Linked DNA regions of Mus musculus: region 2 is linked to region 1. A link is a contact called in public Hi-C data. All regions are on one chromosome and are shown on one strand. Each heading gives the region's core, a stretch centred on a gene start, on an enhancer-like site or on the middle of the called end of the contact. The rest is flanking DNA. Distances are from core to core; before and after follow the strand shown.

Region 1 (4,885 bases), core at 1,469-3,968:
TGTTTTTTGTTTGTTTGTTTGTTTGTTGTTGTTGTTGTTGTTGTTTTCCCGAGACAGGGTTTCTCTGTATAGCCTTGGCTGTCCTGGAACTCACTTTGTAGACCAGGCAGTCCTCGAACTCAGAAATCTGCCTGCCTCTGCCTCCCGAGTGCTGGGATTAAAGGCGTGGGCCACCAATGCCTGGCTAAAATTTTACAGAAAGAAAGAAAGAAAGAAAGAGGGGGGGGGAGGAAGAAAGCAAGAAAGAGGGAGAGAGGGGAAGGAAGGAAGGAGGGAGGGAGGGAGGGAAAGGAAAGAAAAGAAAAGAAAGAAAGGAAGAAAGAAAGAAAGAAAGAAAGAAAGAAGAGGAAGAAAGAAAGAAAGAAAGAAAGAAAGAAAGAAAGAAAGAAAGAAAGAAAGAGCAAAAGAAAGAAAAGAAAGAAGAGAAAAGAAAAGAGAAGAAAGCAAGAGAGGAAGGAAGGAAGGAAGGAAGGGAGGGAGGGAGGGAAGGAGGGAGGGAGGGAAAGGTAAGAAAGGAAAGGAAGAAAGAAAAGAAAGAAAAGAAAGAAAGAAAGAAAGAAGAGAATAGAAAGCAAGAGAGAGTGTGTGTGTGTGTGCGCGCGCGCGTGCGTGTGTGCATGTGCGTGTGCGTTCCCTACAAGTGGTAGGAAATTGGGTGGAACAGGTCTTAAATGAATTGATCTTTAACTAAATTTACCTTTTTTATAGTTTTTACTTTAGGAAAAATGTTAATGTTATTTATATCATTCACTAAGAATGGAAACAAAGGGAAAAATTAAAATTTAAAGCAAAGAAGAACCAAGAAACCTACTTATATTCCAAATAAATCAAGGACAGACTAACTGATCAAAAGGCAGACAGACAGAACTAATCCCAAGTAATTTGTGTACAGTTTGACTTTACACCATTGATCTTAGTGGGGAAAAGGCAAGTGTATGTCTGTAAACAAATTGTGAATAACGTGAGTATATGTGCAGTGTGTGTGCCTGTGTGTGCATGTTTATAGAGACCACAAATCAATGTTATGTGTTCTCTATAGCTCCATCTTACAGGAGACAAGGTCTTTTACTGAACCGGGAGCTCAACAATTGACTAGATTGGCTGTCAACTGAATTCCTGGGATGTACCCAAATTCTAACTCCACAGTGCTAGGGGGTTATAGGCACTACCATGCATGCCTCTCCCATCCCAGATGATGGGGATTCAAAGTCTAATCCTTATAGTTGCCCAGAAAGTGCTTACCTACTGGGCAGTGGTGGTGCACGCCTTTAATCCCAGGACTTGGGAGGCAGAGGCAGGAGGATTTCTGATTTCAGGCCAGCCTGATCTACAGAGTGAGTTTCAGGACACCCAGGACTACACAGAGAAACCCTGTCTCAAAAAACAAAAAAAGAAAAGAAAAGAAGAAAGGAAGGAAAGGAGGGAGGGGAGGGGAGGGGAGGGGAGGGGAGGGGAGGGGAGAAGAGGGGAGGGGAGAAATAAGTGCTTACCCATTGAGCCATCTCCTCAGCCCCAAATCCTGAATACTTTAATGACTTTACTACAGTGAAATAAGCAAATACTTTTTTAGAAATATTACAAGTTTGAGTAAACGTATACTAATGCTCACCGTCAATAAAAAGGATGAAAAAATTGTGGAAATGGGTTGAAGCTGAAGATATCTCTATGATCAAGACATGTGCATGTATTTGAATCTACATGAGTATGCATTTCATATGTGACTATATATGCATGTTCCCTATCTCTGTTAAAAGGGCCAAAATTAATGAAAGCATACCTAGTGCATAAAACCTGATCCCTAAGGACTCTCCAACCAATTCCCAGAAATGGACCTTAGCAGATAGTATAAAATGAACCTATGTTATTCAGAAAGAGAGGAATTTCTCCAGAATGAGAGTCCTGTCATGAAGACCAAACATGCCTGTTGCCAGAGAGACCAGAAGGCAGCCATGGAATTGGAGTTACCAGTGGCTGGAGCTTCCATGTAGATACTAAAAATCAAATCCAGGTACTCAAAAAAGCAGCCAGTACTCTCAATTGCTGAACAATCACTCCAGGTCCTATTTTTAATTTTAAAAGCACCTGAACTGGGGTTGGAGAGATACTTCAGCAGTTAACAGCACTGGATGCTCTTTCAGAGAACTTGTATTCCATTCCCAGCACACACACACACACACACACACACACACACACACACACACGAGGGCTCACAGGTACCTGTACCTCCAGTGCTAGAGAATCTAACCTCTGTGAGCACCGAGCATGCACAAAATGGCTTTACACGCATGCAAAAACATTCACACACCTCAAAGACAAAAGAACACTGAACTAATGAAAACTAAAAGTAGTAATACTTCAGTAGTATTTTAAATAAGACAATGAAGAAAAGGATTATATAGAAAAAATATTTTAACTTTCCTAAGTATTTTACCTCATTACTTGCACACATCAGGAATTTAGAATGCCTAGTTTAGTGTTCAAATATTATTCCTATAAGAGAAAGATAATGCTAAAACTATTTAAAATTCCAGTTTGGAGAAACATTGTAGTGAGCTTTAAAGACTTTTTTTTTAAATTTCTTCTGGTATGCCTGATCAGCTTGCACACAGAGCAGCATACATTACCTAAAGACAAAGGAAGAAAGCCAACTGAACTGACTTTCTTCCATAGCCAGAGTAGAACCCATCCCCCAACTCTTAATAAAACTACTCTGGATCAAATACAGCCAGCCAGCCATGACTTTGCAGTTTTACACTCCTCAACCTCATCACCATGCCGGTTCCGGTCTTCCTTTTATTCAGGCTTCACGTGCATTAACATCACAGGTGTCTAGTTTTTAGAAATCACCACCACCTAGATGTCTGGATCCAAAAATGGGAGGTAAATCCTCAAATAGAAAAGCAACACTCACTAAATAAATACACTGGACAAAAACAAGCTGTTTTGGGAGAGTGAATTCTAACTGCTAAAACAAGCACTGTGTGGAAGAACATTTGTTCTTGGGTGAGATGTGGGAGTACTTGTCCTTTAAAGTCTCTTCAGTTACGAGATTCTGTTTTTAAATTAACAACCTATATAAACTAATTCAGAAAACAAAAAAGAATTTATAAATCTATACAACTTTAAAATTACAAGCTCATACAATTACAATCTTATACTAGAAAGCCATATGTACTCTTGACTTATAAAGAGAACATTATTTTAATCCAACTGCCTAGAAGCTACTATGAAGTGTCATATTGAATGACAGAAGGAAAGAAAAAAATTAAGTCCAAAATGTTCCTTAGAAAGTCAGACAAAAGATAGGGCCAGATGGGCCCAGTTTTAAACTACAAAGGAACACTGAAAAGTAGTGGTAGAAATATTTCAAAATTGAAACCACAACTAATCTTACATTAGTTTCTTCAAAGACCCAGAAGCAATCTTAATTGCAAATCAAGGTAGCCAACATTCCAAGAAAAATGCAACCTTCCAAGCATTGAAGGTAAGTTTGGCTAATTATTATAAAAACACTGCCTTAGCAACAGACAGGGGTAAGGAGGAGTTGAGTGTAAAGTAGGCAGAGCAAGCAGTTCTCTCTGATTCAGCACAGGCACGACAGCTGCAAAAAGTGGGAAGCAGAGAAATTGGTATCCAGAAATCAGAAACAGGTTGTCATTTCACCAGAATTTACACCACAATTTCCAAATATCAATTCCTTTTTTTTTTGTTTGTTTGGTTGGTTTTTTTTTGTTGTTGTTTTCGAGACACGGTTTCTCTCTGTGTGTAGCCCTGGCTGTTCTGGAACTCACTCTGTAGACCAGGCTGGCCTCAAACTCAGAAATCCGCCTGCCTCTGCCTCCCAAGTGCGGGAGGCATGCTCCACCACTGCCCAGCTCAAATGATCAATTCTTAAAACTTAACCAAGGTTACTTAAATTCAGTTATGTTCAAGTCTAATTCCTAAAAATCCCTTTATTTTCCTAACTAGCAAATGACTTTCTAAAAAGTCTTTATTTTTTTTGTTTTTTTTTTTAAAAACATGTATATTGAATATCTTGCATTCATGTATTTATATGCACCACATGCATGCCTGGAGCCTGCAGAGGTCAAAGAGGGTATCAGATCGCTAGAATTAATGAACTAAGAACCCATGTGGATGCTGGGAATCAAACCTGGGTCCTCTAGAAGAACAATAATGCTTTTAAGCACTGAGTCCAGCAAATGACTTTTTAAAGCCATTATTTAAACTGTTTTTTTCACGCTGCTCATTTTCTGAAGCATATAGCCTCCCAGGCAGCTCTCAATCCTGCTATAAACAACTCCTGCCTATGTTCCTGGTGAGCTTAGAAACTGTATTGAAGACATGTTTATTAAAAGTTATGTGGGAGCCGGGCGTAGTAGTGCACGCCTTTAATAACTTGGGAGGCAGAGGCAGGCGGATTTCTGAGTTTGAGGCCAGCCTGGTCTACAAAGTGAGTTCCAAGACAGCCAGAGCTATACAGAGAAACCCTGTCTCAAAAAACCAAAAAAAAAAAAAAAAAAAAAAGTTATGTGGGGCTGGCCAGCATCTGAAAGCACTTCAAGAGGACCTAGTTTGATTCCCACTAACCACACGGTGAGTGGGTTAGAGCCATCTTTAACTCAATTCAAGGGAATCTGACAAACTCTTCTAACCTCTTTAGGCAATTAGGCATACAAGTGGATGTATATACATACTGGCAAGTAAAAAACTCATGCATAAATATTTTAAAACTTTAAAGAAAGTAAATATGAGGAAGTAGAGAAAAGAAAAGGAAACTCTTAGCTAGGCTGTCTATATCACTAAAGCAAGAAGATGACCTGTGTGATCAAGAAACTTATTGACAAATATTACTAGGACTAACTAAATGGTTGAACATATTGAA
Region 2 (4,754 bases), core at 2,207-4,706, 110 kb after region 1:
CAGCTGAGCCATCTAAATGACTCTCCAGGCTGACCTGTGCTCTTGTTTCAGTTCTTATGGCACACTGACAATGTCCACAGCACACCAAACATTAGGACTATTAGCCACTGCCCAGAAAAAAAAAAACCCAAAACCCCAAAAACCAAAACGCTTATTCCTGAGCAATTGATGGCCAAAGCCAGCCACAGGGATGTGATAGAGAGCAGGTTCCTGGTCTTGAAGGGATTGGCTCTGACTAAGCGGAACAGTTGAATTGTTTAGGGCAAGAGCTCATTAGTGAAGCTCTGTTAACTGTTTAGATGCCAGGTGACTATAGCTAAATTACTAATGCCAGTGTTGCCATCCAGAGTTATTAATTATCAGGGGACAGTCACACTCCACTCCTTACAATGCTACTCTAGGGATGTTCTCTAAATTACCTTGGTTTAAACCACAAATGTAGGCTATATATATTTAATATTTACCTTTAATCTCAGCACTCTGGAGGCAGAGGCAGAGGCAAGCAGAGCTCTGTGAGTTTGAGGTCAGCTTGGTCTTCATGGTGAGTTCAACGTGATATCCTGCCTCAAGAGAAAACAAAAATAACAACAACAAGAAAGAATATCAGAGACATCCTCAAGTACACACCACCTAGCTAATTATCAGTTTCAGCCAACTGGGATTCCTCTAGTCGTCAGTGCTCTTAACCGCTGAGCCAGCTCTCCAGCCCCTTAACCCCACTTCTTTTTTTTTTTTTAAGATTTATTTATTTATTATATGTAAGTACACTGTAGCTGTCTTCAGACACTCCAGAAGAGGGCGTCAGATCCCATTAGGGATGGTTGTGAGCCACCATGTGGTTGCTGGGATTTGAACTCCGGACCTTCGGAAGAGCAGTCAGGTGCTCTTACCTGCTGAGCCATCTCACCAGCCCCTTAACCCCACTTCTTGTACTTATTTAAAGTATTAAAGAAAATTCTAGACATTGTATGTCAACCAGAGAATAACATTTGATATAGCACCAACTATACCATTATGTCATTCTTGAAAAAAGCCACGGTTCCTTTAAAACATCTCACGTTGAGACAGAGATCAGACTTCTGGATGGTCCCCAGAAGCTTGTGTGAACCACACATCTCATTATAAGCCTTTTAAGTTTCTTTGAATCTGTTAGAATTGCCCTGCTTATTTTTTTCTTAAGAACAATCCTTTCAGATTCTTTGTCTGAGACCTAATCCTTCGTGACCATGTGGCAAATGCCAGCGCTGTTTGCTTTTCCCACCCTTTAGTGAGCAATGCTTTCGGTGGCCCTCAGTGCCACACCAGCCTTGCACCTCCACTGAAGGGTCAGCTGGGTCCCCATTTCCACCTACAATAAGCTCAGCCTCTGAAAACTTAGTTCCTCAAGAGCTTCAGGGTACTGACCAGGGAAATGGGATTTCTCAAGACTGTCCTTGCGGCTTAAGAAGTGAGGTGATTTGTTTTGAAGTTTTGTTTAAGATCTTAGGAATCAAAAGCTGAATGTCTCATATGCTAAGCCAAGTATGCTATCATTGAGCTACACCTCCAGACTTAAGAGTGAGATGTCTAAAATACCTACTGAATGATTCCACAGGAGACGCCAGGGTTATTAGTGCCTGCATGCCATCTGAGAACAACTGCTAGCTTGAACTTTCAAATAGAGGAATCAGATAAACACAGCTCCAACGCCCTCGAGCAAACCTCAATAGACAAGGAATTGGTTTTCTTTTAATGTCCTCCTTTGGACAATAGGTCCATTTTTCTGGCTTTTGCTTGACAGGGTTTCTCTGTGTAGCCCTGGCTGTCCTGGAACTCATTTTGTAGGCCAGGCTGGTCTCGAACTCAGAGATCCACTTATCTCTGCTTTACAGGTGTGGCCACCACTTCTTGGGGAATAGACTTATTCTTTATGTTAAGGGGTGCCCTGGGACAAATGAGCTCATCTATTACATCTGTATGTTCTGAAACTAGAAAAACACCTGGATGAGTTCTGGCTGTGAGCCTCTTGGCAGCCTTGCTTAAAGCTTTGGTTATCACTCGATGCTATTCATTGTAGTTCATTGTAGTGGTATGTTATGCTGTGGATTTGACTTAATCTTGTTTTTCAAGGATCTATTGTAGTTGAAGGTTTGGTCTTTAGGGTGGCTCACTTGGAAGCCACTTTAGGAAAGGGCTGATGGAAAATCCTTAGGTCACTGAGGAGCTAGGACTGTGGCACCCCAGTATCTCTGTCTTCTTGTTCGGTAGTGTAAGCCCTCCCATGAATGCGAGCCTCCATTCTGATAACACAGCCAGGAGCTGCTTTGACAAGACTAATGCAGGCCCTTGATCTTCCCCCAAACCTTTGCTTTTTATAAAATGATCTCCCTCAGGTGTCCCACTTAGTAATGCAAAGGCTGGCTGGTACAGTCTGGCTGGTGGACCAAGTCAGTGGTCTACATATCAAAGAATTGTAATTTTCCTTTTTAAGAGACAGGTCTCCATTAGCTCAGGCAAGCCTTGAATTTCATACTGAGTCTAGGATGACCTGGAACTTACTGTTATTCTGCACTTGGGATTACAGGCATATGCCATCATACTGTGTGTGTGTGTGTGTGTGTGTGTGTGTGATGCTATAGATTGAACCTAGGGTTAGGTATGCACTCCACCAATTCAGATACTTCGCTAGTCATAAGGAATTGGTTTTTATTTCAGAGGAACACTCATGGGAAGAAAAGCACCTATGTAGGCTTCTAGACAGTTGGAGCTGAATGGATGATGGGTTTGGACCAAACCCAAGCAAGTTTGACCTCCTTTGATGCTTTGGGAGGCTATACAGCACCTTAGTGATATTCCTCCCAGAATGCTGGTACCGCTAAGCCTCGCAGCTACTTCTTTGGGGGTTTAGCTGACAACAAGAAAAATCCCTTTCCACAAATTCCAAACCCAGATTTGGCGTTCTAAGCCCTTGCGTACAAACAGGGCAATTGCCAGCGGAAGAGAGTGAAGGCTTGGGAGCTGTTCCAGGAGGTGGGACTATAAGGCAGGGGCAATGGGCAGGGAACAGTTTTCACAGAAACGTTTCATTTCTAAAGGATGTGTTTATGTCTTAGATCATGAAAACAAATTCTACAAAATCAATCAGGAGTTCACTCCCTACCCCCACCCACCCCTCAGGGAGGTGACTCATCCCTGCCCCTGCTGGGGATACAAAGTCCCCAGCAGTATCTGTGGGATAAGGGTCAGCTGAGTGACTGTTCTTTTGATGTGAAATCCCAGGACCTAGGAGAGAAAGTGTGCAGTCTTTGCTAGCAGAACCGTGATGCCTGAAGCCTTTCTAATAATCAGAGAAAAGCAAAGGTTCCTAGCGGGAACCACAGACTTGCAACGTGGGAAGTGCAGAGGGCAGGATGGGTTGGGCTGTGAGCTTCGCATTCTGAAGCCTGATTTCAGGGCCTAACCCTGGTCTCCATCCCTTCCCTCTCTCCAGGGAGGGGCAGCCACAGGCATTAGCGGTTCCACTGTATTTAGTGGTTGTCCTCCGTCCAGTGCCATGCCCTGCCTTTCACACCCTGTCCCTGAAGAGAGGCACAGTACCAAGTTCAGATCGCCATCAGTCTCTGCATCGGGGACTGCAAGACACTGCATCTCGTTGGTCTCAGGGTGGCCAGACCCTCACAAAGATTCCCCGCCCACGCAGGTTGCTTTTCGCCTCTTCCAGCTGCATGCCAGGATGTGTGGGAAGGCAGGTAGTAAGGCAGACGCCAGGGCTCAGGCGTGCAGACAGCCTCTGAGGACCAGGCGAGTCCAGGCATCTCCCCAGCAGGCAGGGGAAGCTGATCTGAGGACCCCCAGGCAATGGGTGGAGATCTCAGGGGAAGCCTCAGCCGAGCCAGCCACCTTTTACCCCTCTACTCCTGACACCCTTTATTTTTGGCTGCAAGGCTCAGAACCGTGTCAGCGGCCTCCTTGAAGCCCTAAGGGATGAATGCGGACCTTTTCGGGGATGTTTTATCTTGTTTTCATTTTTGTCTTTTCGAAACCAGATCTAAGTAGCCCAGCTGGCTTCTCGGGTCCAGATCCTCCTGCCTCAGCGTCGGAGTGTTGGGTGTATAGATGTACACCACCGCACACAGCTCCAGAGCTTTAGTGTTGTCGTTGGTTTTGTTTGTTTTTTTTTTAGAGACAGCTTTTCCTGAAGCCCATGCGACAAACTCAGTATAGCCTAGGCCTTAGCTTCTGATCGCATTGCCGGATCACAAGCTCCTCCCACCATGCCCCACTTCCAGAATATATATGTGTATGTGTTTATGTATACATATATATACATATATGTGTGTGTGTGTTGTGTGTGTATATGTGTGTGTGTATATATATATATATATATACACATATATATACACACAATATATATATATATATATATATATATTTATAAGCATGGGTGTGTGTGTGTGTGTGTGTGTGTGTGTGTGTGTGTGTGTATAGGTGGGTTTTGTTTTTTGTTTTTTTGAGACAGGGTTTTTCTGTGTAGCCCTGGCTGTTCTGGAACTCACTTTCCAAACCAGGCTGACCTCGAACTCAGAACTCCACCTGCCTCTGCCTCCCAAGTGCTGGGATTAAAGGCGTGTGCCACCACCGCCCGGCTTTCCTTCATATATTATTTGTGTATGTGTGTGTTTATATACGATGTGCCTGTGTAAGTGTGGGTGCACCTGTGTCATGGTGCACATGTAGAGGTCGGATGACAAATCTAAGGACTCACTTCCCACCTT

Evidence for each region. A called contact is a pair of places that touch in the nucleus more often than the background predicts.
Region 2: a contact with region 1 is called in a Hi-C map of embryonic stem cells, with 3 times the contacts expected there. The contact joins two enhancer-like sites. A contact is called at or near these places in 4 of 39 promoter capture datasets (embryonic stem cells, liver and maxillary cranial neural crest), 7 of 484 Hi-C or Micro-C datasets (the G1E-ER4 cell line, brown adipocytes and embryonic stem cells), 7 of 115 datasets of contacts at active chromatin or transcription factors (embryonic stem cells, epiblast stem cells, stem cell-derived neural progenitor cells and 1 more) and 3 of 9 other capture datasets (adipose tissue, liver and pancreatic islet).

What each region holds. Positions count from the first base shown.
Region 1 is chr14:34,710,919-34,715,803 of GRCm38.p6, reverse strand. The region is part of intron 4 of Wapl (WAPL cohesin release factor); the gene reads right to left. Among named protein-coding and RNA genes, the nearest start is that of 5830448L01Rik, 39 kb to the right of the region's middle. Within about 2 kb of position 2,718, at least 18 of the 459 cell types and tissues checked have an H3K27ac peak or open chromatin away from gene starts, as enhancers often do. A contact at or near this core is called in embryonic stem cells, where this site is marked.
Region 2 is chr14:34,606,568-34,611,321 of GRCm38.p6, reverse strand. No RefSeq gene overlaps it. Among named protein-coding and RNA genes, the nearest start is that of Opn4, 8.8 kb to the right of the region's middle. Within about 2 kb of position 3,456, at least 20 of the 459 cell types and tissues checked have an H3K27ac peak or open chromatin away from gene starts, as enhancers often do. A contact at or near this core is called in embryonic stem cells, where this site is marked.